Linked DNA regions of Danio rerio: region 1 is linked to region 2. The links are chromatin contacts, called in public HiChIP or PLAC-seq maps. All regions are on one chromosome and are shown on one strand. The core of a region is the stretch at or near the end of the contact, and the rest is flanking DNA. Distances in the headings are between cores, read along the strand shown.

Evidence for each region. HiChIP or PLAC-seq counts read pairs in DNA pulled down with a chosen protein or histone mark.
Region 1: a contact with region 2 is called in an H3K4me3 HiChIP or PLAC-seq map of embryo, with 8 times the contacts expected there. The contact joins the promoter of ntn1b here to the enhancer-like site in region 2. A contact is called at or near these places in 6 of 18 Hi-C or Micro-C datasets (caudal fin, embryo and hematopoietic stem cells) and 2 of 4 datasets of contacts at active chromatin or transcription factors (caudal fin and embryo).

What each region holds. Positions count from the first base shown.
Region 1 is chr3:24,544,015-24,549,003 of GRCz12tu, forward strand. ntn1b (netrin 1b) reads right to left here and starts at 2,879. Exons shown (of 6, transcript NM_130998.1): 1 at 1,865-2,879. The coding sequence starts at 2,879. The region is part of intron 4 of pik3r6b (phosphoinositide-3-kinase, regulatory subunit 6b); the gene reads left to right.
Region 2 is chr3:24,396,630-24,401,680 of GRCz12tu, forward strand. All of the region lies in intron 4 of usp43b (ubiquitin specific peptidase 43b), which reads right to left. Among named protein-coding and RNA genes, the nearest start is that of pik3r6b, 46 kb to the right of the region's middle. Within about 2 kb of position 2,807, at least 3 of the 62 cell types and tissues checked have an H3K27ac peak or open chromatin away from gene starts, as enhancers often do.

The DNA of each region.
Region 1 (4,989 bases), core at 1,629-4,128, 150 kb after region 2:
GGCACTTCCAAACTCAGTTACACCCATGCAACCATTAAACCCAATAACTTTTTGTAATGACTGCTAGCCTGGACAACATGTAAACAGTTTTTAAAATAAATGCATCTACTAAACAGTTTAATCTTATCATTTTCATTTAACAAAAAAACAGAATGGCAACAGGTTAATGTGGAAAAATGACCACATAATTATCGTCAAATTTAGTGTGTTTTTCTGAGGTAGACTCTTTTATTAATATGGGTTCATAAATGATGCCATATAGAACCATTTTGGTTACTTGAAGAAGATTTTGTGTGTGAGGAGATTAAAGAACATTTTAATAACTTAAACCTTTTTGAACATTTTGTGGAATATAAAGCTTGAGTTGATGCTAAGGTTTCTTCATGGAACTAACAAATGCCAATAAAGTTCCTTTACATTTTAAGATTGTGAATTATGTAAAGAAGAGGCTTTTTCTGACAACATAAGGTAAATCAATCCATAGTAGATATTTTAGATATGAATAAAGATCATTTAAGCATTAAAGTTATTTTGTTGGCCTCATGATACTGTAAGAAACTAATGTGTATTTGAGTTTGGAAGTGAAAGTTTCTGCAATTTTTGCAATGAATTTTGCAATTCTTAAGTTCATAAGACTCTTCTTTAGACCTTTCATTGAAAGTTGAAATATTCAGTTAGCTAATAGGAAAATAATATACAGTATGACTTGATTCTCTGTTACACTTTTGATGAGTTGATCAATTAATTAAAATATAAATAAATGAAACTAAAGGTTGACAGTGCAAACAAGCCAAGTTCTACTTTGTGAGATGTAATAAATGTATGGTATTACATTCATAGCTTTATTATATTATGCAGATTTCTTTAAACTTTTTCATTCAATCTTTTAAACATTTTGTAGATTTCTGCATCTACTGAGTTACACATTTAATCAAGAATCCATACTAATTTATTTCCATTTTTTAAAATAATTTGGTTCTACTGGTTTTACTGGAGTCTAAACTGGCATTAACATTCATCAAACCACAGAATGTATTCACACTAATAAAAGGTTTTGTTACCATACAAGAAACTTGGTTCTTCAAAATAGCTTTTAGTAAGACGTTCTTCAAATATCATATAGTGCTTTTCATTATTTCATTGTGTGTGAAGAACATGTTATAATCTAAGGAGCCTTTTTAGACTAAAAAGAACCATTTGTGGAATTAAAATGTTCCATAGATGTAAAGGTTGTTTTAAAACTGTTTGTTCAGATATTTGAAGCAATTGAAGGACAGGAACCCAACATTTTTACAGTGCATGTATTGTTCAGGAAAGGTATTGCCTGAGAAATAAATTGTAGGCAATACTTTTCAGAACAATATTCTGTAATTTCATGATCTGTAAATAATGTAAATAATATGTGTGTAAATTCATTTTATCTCTTAGTAATATATATATATATATATATATATATATATATATATATATATATATATTACCTGCCATCTGTGGTTTTCAAGTAAAATGAACATTTCTCTCAGTTATTTTACCTTAAAAACCATGAAAATTACATATTCTTTGTCATAAAGTGTTAATATTTACTAAACCCATTGAGCCTGATTAAAATGCTCATTTTAGAAGAAATTTTCAGACGCATTTAGAGGTTTTTTGCATCTGAACTCTTCATAAATATTCTTTAGCTTTGTGTTTTGTATTTTTTATTTTTTTTGTCTTACACTTTTTCTGCTCTGAAAGCACCTGTCACCTAGACAAATTCTTTGTGTGTGTGTTTTTTTGATTCGGACAAATAAATGAAATCTGTAGTAAAGTATTTTCAGAAAGAGCCATCCACACTTGTTGAATTAGTTTAGAAATGACTCACCGACACACTCGTTCGCCTCTCTGGCAGTCGCGCGCTGCCAGGGCCGGTCGTAGTGGAAGGGTTTACACCTGTCACACTCTGGTCCCGCAGTGTTGTGCTTGCATTCGCACACTAGGTTTCCTTCCCGGTCCTTCACGCACTTCGACGCGTGCCCGTTACACTTACACCGTCCACCGACCTGCAGGTCAGACACCGCGTAAAAATACGAGTCCCTGGCGAGCTCCGAATCGTCCTCGTTCTCATCCCCGAACGTGTGCAGCCGGTTGAAGGTCACTTTGATGTCGGTGGCCGTGACCCAGTCCTGCAGGACGGGCGAGTTGTCGAAGTCGTGCGCGGACGGTCTGCCATCCAGCGTGCTGAACGCGATGAGGCCGCCGGTTAACGGCTGCATGTCCGTGTGAGAGTCCGTGCAGATCGCCTCCTGCTCGTTCTGCTTGGTGATGGCAGCTTTGCTGGGCTTGTTGTACATTTTCTTGCACTGGGTTGAGTAGAACTGAAAAGGCACCCAGGTTTTCCCATAGTCCATGGATTTGAAGATGGCCATGGATTCGGGGCGAGGAGAGCAGAACTGGAGGCTCACATAAGTCACTTCAAACTTCTTCCCCAAAGACAGAGTCAGAGTCACGTTCTGCGGGTATTGCACGTAGTTCTCCGACTGCCAGCAGGTGAGGTTATGAGGGTTGTTGAGGTCTGTCAGGTATGCGGGCGGATGGGTCTTTTTGGGGTCTGTGGCGTCGCAGATGTTGCAGTCCCTCGATCTCTCCTCGCCTTTCTCGGTCACCACGCAGTAGCGCGACGGAGGAGAGCCGCAGGTGCTGGACACGCGCACGTCCTTCCCGAAAGCGGAGTTCACGAAGTCGGGGATGCAGCGTCTGGGGTTCCCGTTCTCGTCGTAGCACGGGTCCGGAGGAGAGGACTGAGCCGCGAACATGCTCATCCCGTATCCACCGCGAGCACCGGACACCATCGAGGTGATGGACACCATGGAGACGCACGTTACCAAAATCCTTATCATTGCAACCCGTGGTCCTCAGGGGTCCCTGAACCTGCACTAGTCAACAAAGAAAAAAAAGATCATTCAAAGTAATTTTGCATGCCTGCATTGTTTAAAAATGTGTGCGCAAAGAGTTTTACTTTTACTCAAAACAAGACACAATCACTATACCTCAAAGAGACTGCTTCACCCGGGTGGAGAAGTATGTCAAACCCGTCTAAAAGAGAAATTATAGGGTACTCTCCCTTTCTTTTCTCTCTCCCGGATATGTTGTAATCTCTTTCCCCACTTTCAAGCAATATGAAACAGAAAACCTGCTATTACTTTCCAAGTCTGCCTTTCTTCCTCTGCCTAACTCTTTCACACCTCTGCCTCTCTGTGAGTGAGTGTCGCAGCTCAGCCCTTCTCTCTTTCTGCTCTCTTCAATAGGAAGGGGGTTCAGTCATTTGCCATTCTGCACGAGTAAAGCACTTTATTGCCCTGTGTGCAGGCACAATGACATTCTTATGTAGTTGCATTTTGAGTTAGTCTTAATTATAGGGGAACTTTTGACTGTCTGTGAGAATGAAACTTCTTTAAATCGTGTATTTGGCAGTGTGTTTGGAAAGAGTTTTGGTTCAAATAAATAGGTACAAGCTGAACGCAGAGATAGCTCGTTATTTTGAAACAAACGGCATAACTTTAGTTTTTATGATAGGATCCAATGTATATTTTCCATTGAGTGACACCACTGCAGGCTATATAAAGCATCTTCATTAGAAATAAGAGGTTGGTGTTGAGGACAAGCACGAATGAAACTAACTTTTTATTATTTAAAAACTCTGGGAAAGTGAATAAATAAAGAGTCTCGATTCATCACTAATTCATTGTTTGGGGCAAATCGTTTATTTAAAATACCGCAAAGAAAGTCCCCTGAATAAATCAATTTAAACAGCAGACAATGGGTGAATACATTGAATTTCATCCTACGTAAATCCATATAAATTAATAAACTTATAGACGGACGGACAGACAGACAAACTTTTGCAATATTGTGTATTGCATATTCATTTTCAAACACTAATCATCTTACTGGATGCTCCGTTTAATCCATGGAAACGGAAATAAGTAGCATATGCAGATCATAAATGTGAATTAAATTCCAGGCGCAGTTCTGCTTACGCAAACTCTTTTGGCCACCCACCGTGATCCGCGCTTGTTGATTCTGGGTTCATCACAGTAAAGAAACAGCGACATCTCGTGGTAGAATAAGGAATAATCAGATCAGAGTAGCTCATCGCTTTATATTTGCTCTCGCTAAAAAATCATAAAATGTGACAGAATGTATTAATGTGAAATAATTTTCAGTGCATCTTACGGGTATTTTACCTGTTTTTAGGCCTATTGGCTATACATATTGATGTTGTTTAGAGTTGATGGAAATGTCTTGTAAAATAAAGGAATATGCTTCTGTTCTATTAAAAGTGTTTTGATTAATTAAGCAGCTAGCTTGTAGCCCATGAGAAATTTATTTGTGGAATGCATTTAATTTTATCAGCTTCCAAATCACTGTCTGCTTTATAAGGTTTTATTACTCAGGAAACATCATAACTATTTAACATTATATGAACCAAGATCTATCTTCATTCATGTTTTAAAATCAGCTTTTAATCTAACTCTTCTTTTCAGTGCCACCAGATAGGTCAGGTCACTGTATGTAACACATAGTAGCAGATGCACAAAATGTTGACATCCAACATAAATTATTAAACGAATATTAAAATGTACTAAAAATGTATTAAAATGTGTCTTTAAATGTTTTAGAAATGTCAGATAGTATTTGCAATATTTTGTCACAATATAAAAGTTTTTTTATATAGTTTTAAACAACACTTTTTGTTAATTTATTTTTACATACAATTTCCTTCATATAATAGAATATAAATATAATATTTTCAAGTTTCACATTTATTAAAATTCATCCCGTTTGTTTTAGTGCAGAAGAGAAGTAAGGAAAATATTTAAGCTGGGAAGAGTCATTAGTCTTTATGTGAAAGCTAAAAGCACACATGCATGAAAAATAAATAAAATGGGCCTAGAATTATATAGGTAGGGCTTGGTTATTATTTATTAATATTAATAATCTAACATA
Region 2 (5,051 bases), core at 1,557-4,056:
ACATCTTTCATAGGAAGTCAACAGTTATTAAATCAAGTCTCATCCTGCAGATGCTACAATAGTGTGGTTTCGCAATTACAGAGTGAATTTACTTGACTGGCCTTCCTGAAGTCAAGATCTGTCTTGAAAAAGAGAAACAAATAACAATGATCACTGCTAGCACATCTGATTTCTTTCATTTGTCCTTTGTTAAAAAATTGCTTGTAAAACTTTAACAGTGAGTATCCTTAATTTTTAGAAGATAAACCTAATTTAAAGGAAAGATGATGTGACATCAAATGTCCCAACTATTTTGGAGAGTGTTGCAGCCATTGAAATAAAAATTAGTTTATTTTTCTAGAATAGAATTTATTTGCTCATTCAAACCATTGGAAATCTTTTATTTTTACATTTGTTAATTAAATAATGGTTAAAGAGAATCCACAAATCTTGTATTCTTGATTTTACTGCAAACATACCACTATTTGGGCAACTGGGTTTGTGTTACTGCATGTAAAACACATTTTATTTTTAGAATGCCAACATGTTCAAAATATCTTCTTAAACCACTAGGGAGTGAAGTAAAATTTGTATCTCTTTAATGCATTCATTTTCAAAGATGTTTCCTTGTATAAAACAGCTAACATGTGTAATTATATGTGCTCTACAGCTTGATCTCAGTTGTTTGACTTACTCTACATGCAGCAGTTTGTTACTTTGATGGGAATTTATTATGTTTTTGAATTCATTGGTTTTGAGAAGGGTGCCTGTCGTCTCATACTGTGAATGTTTACTCTCACTATCAGCATATTTCACTGGTGAACACTTCAATCTAATCCTTTTGCCATGCTAAAAAAAATATGAAAACCTCTTATATCTCAGCACACAGATCACCAATTTTATATCACAGATATACCCTCATTGAACATTAAGTAGATTACATGGTCAATCCTGAGTTCAAACCAAAGCACCCAAATCTCAAATCTGACTGGATGTCCAGGGAAACTCATGGGTCTCAAATATGGCAGACAAAAAGTTAATTTGATTTAATAGAGTAATTAATTTTGTATTTGGATTGGTAAGAGGTTCAATATCAAAACTGCTTGAAGCTTTAGTTTAATTGAAATGATTCTGAATAGCCTACTTATTAAATGCACAATAATATGAATTGGCTTTGGACTCCCTCTAGTGGTAACTCAGTACAGGTACAAGAAAAGACCTCATTCACTATTGTTTGTTGAGAGATGTTGCTGTCGTGGCCTGTACTTTCAGAAAATGGCTTTAAACGTCTTCTATAGAGGCTAGAACATTGCACACTGAAATAGATGTGGTTTATGAATGTTTTTGCTGTTTTGGCATATAAAAATAAATCATGTTTTTATTACAAGTAAAATATACATTAAAAAATATATAGAAATAAAATAACATTGTGATTGATTGATTACCATGGGTATAAACAACATATTCCATGGTTAATGTAGTAAAAACATGGTTAATCTGTTGCCTTGGATTTTCTACACACTAACTCTAGAATTTGTTGTAAAATTATACATCTTGTAATCAAATAAATACTACACTTTTACTATGATAAACCTTGACTAATTTTGGTAAGAGAATGCATTTTTGTTTTTTCGATTGAAGTTAATCTTAATTGTTTGGAATAAAATAAAAAGTAAATAATACACACACACACTTATGTTATATATCTAAATCAACAAATCTATATCTAATAGCCGTGTATTAAAATGTATCCTTAGTAACCCGTATAATCATATCAACAAGACAGGACGTGCAGAAAGCAGCATGGAGTTAAAGATCTGTTCAGCTCTCTGATCATCAATCATCATCAAATGTGATCAAGAATGAGTTTTACAAGTTAAAAATGTTTTTAAAACAGTGCGTTGGTAATAAATTACAGCAATTTTTCCATCTTTATCGCAACAGCCACCTGTCAGTACAATTATAAAAGACACTTCAATCCTGGTTTGTAAACATTAAATCAGGTTTTTGTATAAAAACATAACGGATATACATACAGTCGTGGATATTAATGTGTATCCTGTCACATTTGTGTGCAAAAACACTCCAAAGTTAAATTCAGTGTGTGTGTGTGTATGTGTGTGTGTGCATCCGTGAACTTTGTAAAGGCATTGTGTGAGACTCATCATTGTAACTCCACAACAAATACATCAAATAATCATTGACAAAGTTCTTACTGTAGAATTTCTTGCAAATGTTACATGAGATCTGCATCCTAATAAAAAGAAGCACAGCAAACTTATCAAACTGTAAATTAAATTAAAAAATATAAATACAAAAGTATATTCAAAATCATAATGGGCACTAATAAATACATAAAAACTATTCAGACACAAAGGTATTGACTACTTTTTTTAAAACGAATCTTACCAGGTCATTTACATTGGCATTTTCTCCAAATGTATAAAAATGTGTTATTTGCACAACATTAGCAACACATAGATTTTAAATATTGTTCAATAACCTTTTCATAAACTATAAATCTATGTTTCTGAGTGGTGTGCTATGTAAGGAAGAAAAGAAGTATCTCTGTTAATATTTTGAAATATATTTTCATTCAGAATATGCAATGCACAGTGGAACAGCTATACTGTATGTGTATTGATACCTCTGTCCAGTTTAAAGTTCATATTGCTCAGAAATGGGCAGTTTAAGGGCCACACTGGGGTCATATCCGGTACGGACCACCCATCTGTTTGCACAAAATCTATTCAAGTCAACATATGCTTAAAAGAAGACCCCAATAAGCATGTGTGATAAATGACCGTAAAAAGAGTCATAAAATGTGCTCAACAAAGTAAGTTCTTTGCTGTCCTGCAGTAAGAAGGACTGACCTTTTCCAGAGTAGGAATGAGCTTAACAGTAAATGGCTCTTGTACACAAAGAACGACTTTCAGTTGAGAGAGAACTTCACTTTTCAAGATTCCCTTCTGTGTGGGAGAGCAAAAGACTATTAGACTTCATCAAACAGATCTCTGTTCAACTCACTGAATGCTTTAACCCCAGTAAATCATCTGGAAATGTTTGTTCTTCGCTCTACAGACTACTCAGAATGGATTGATGTGAAGGCCTAGAACAGAATCAACAAGTATGGGGAAAGTATAGATGCTATGGATATTAAATTATGTATATTATTATGATATTTGATATTATTATGTATATTAAAGATATGGTTGTTGGTTTTGCAGTGATAATTGAGTTGTACATTGCATTTTAACCAAAAGGAGGCGCTGTTCTGGAAGAAATGGAAGTGGTGTATTAGGCTTTTATTTATTTCCAATATATTTTAATAGTTATGTTTTTAATACTTGTTATGTAAATTGTATATATTTTTTTAAATAAAAAAACACTTTTAATGTATTAAAGTAACCGTTATTTTTCTTTCTCGATTTTTAGTTCTTTAGTTGTAATATTTATATTTATTTCTTTAGGAGTGCTTAACTTTATCTCAGTTGTCAATGCAGTATTTATAATATATATATTTTTAAGTTTGAAATTTTTATTTAAAATGTAGATATTGTTTTTATTTCAGCTGAATTTTAATTAAAACTTGTCCATAGAGGACATTTATTTAGACTTTTATTCTCTAAAGAAAAATTAAAAGGAAAAGAAATTAAAAACGGGTACAATATTTTGTTCGTAAAACTTTCTATAAAGTTAAATCTGTTTTGTTTTCTACACTTACATTACATTACATTTTACATTACATTTAGTCATTTAGCAGACGCTTTTATCCAAAGCGACTTACAAATGAGGACAAGGAAGCAATTTACACAACCAAGAGCAACAATGAATAAGTGCTATAAGCAAGTTTCAGGTCTGTAAAGTACACAACAACTGAAACAAGTCTTAAATGTACTTACAGGCTGCTGGTCTCGATGTTAAAGTGCTTCTCCTCTAATTTTCTACTAATTACAGTAGTTATTTTTTTATTTTAGTAAAGTATATGATTTATTTTAAAATTAAGATTTGTTTTATTGCTACTGTAATCAAAATGATTAGATTAAAGTTATTTTAACATTTCCTAAACTTCTTATGTAATTATTGAATTACAAATGTTTAATGAATTATTTTAATTTGATTGTTTGTTGGTTCTTTTAGTCCAATTTGTTTGTTAATTTCATAAAACAGATTTTAAAAATAAGTTTTATTTATATCAATTTTATTTATATATTTAGCTAGCTAGTTTTTTTCTCCAAACACATCCACAGACCCCCGAGCACTTCCTTTTTGACCCTCTGGGGGTCCCTGGATCTCAGTTTGAAATCCTCTGCTCTTGATTGATGTACTAGAACAATTTGTATTGTATAGCACTACAAAAGCCAACAGAACAGAAACATAATTATGCCTACTTATTTAAAACGCAGGTAAAAAGACAAAGTACAATGTTTCTTCCATTGTCGAGTAGTTTTTTTATTATTATTAGTACTTTGTTCCTATAATTCCTTGCAGTATTTGAAGTCTTTAGCCCATTTTACCATTGTATTTGCGGACAGCAGACACATGTCAGTATTTAGGAATTCAATAAGAATAAGAATTCAATAATTGACTGTTGAATTATAAGAACATAAGAAACATCATTCAGCATAGTGATATGGAACTGTAATGCGATCAAGACCTGAACTATTTTAGCTGTGAAACATCATGCATTTAACAGTATTGAAGTATAAACTCGGCACTTCCAAATACAGTAAATAATAATGTTTTTTTTTATTTTTATTTAACTTTAATTTCTTACTAAAATCTCCAGATACCTGAAGACTTAATAGGCAATTTATTTCCAATCATCAGCCATTTTGAATGTTAAATCTGGCCTCTATAACTGAAAACACTTTACAACAGAGTTCTATCTGGTTAACGCTGTCATTAATTAAACTAAACTTATGATGAAAACTACTTCTAAATCTTAAATGAAGGCATTTATTTCTTAGTCTTTAATAGCGCAAGCAAACAACTAATCAAGTTTGGTTGTATTTTTAAACAAACATTAACATAACTTCTGCAACAAATGTAACTATTTCTTACTATTGATG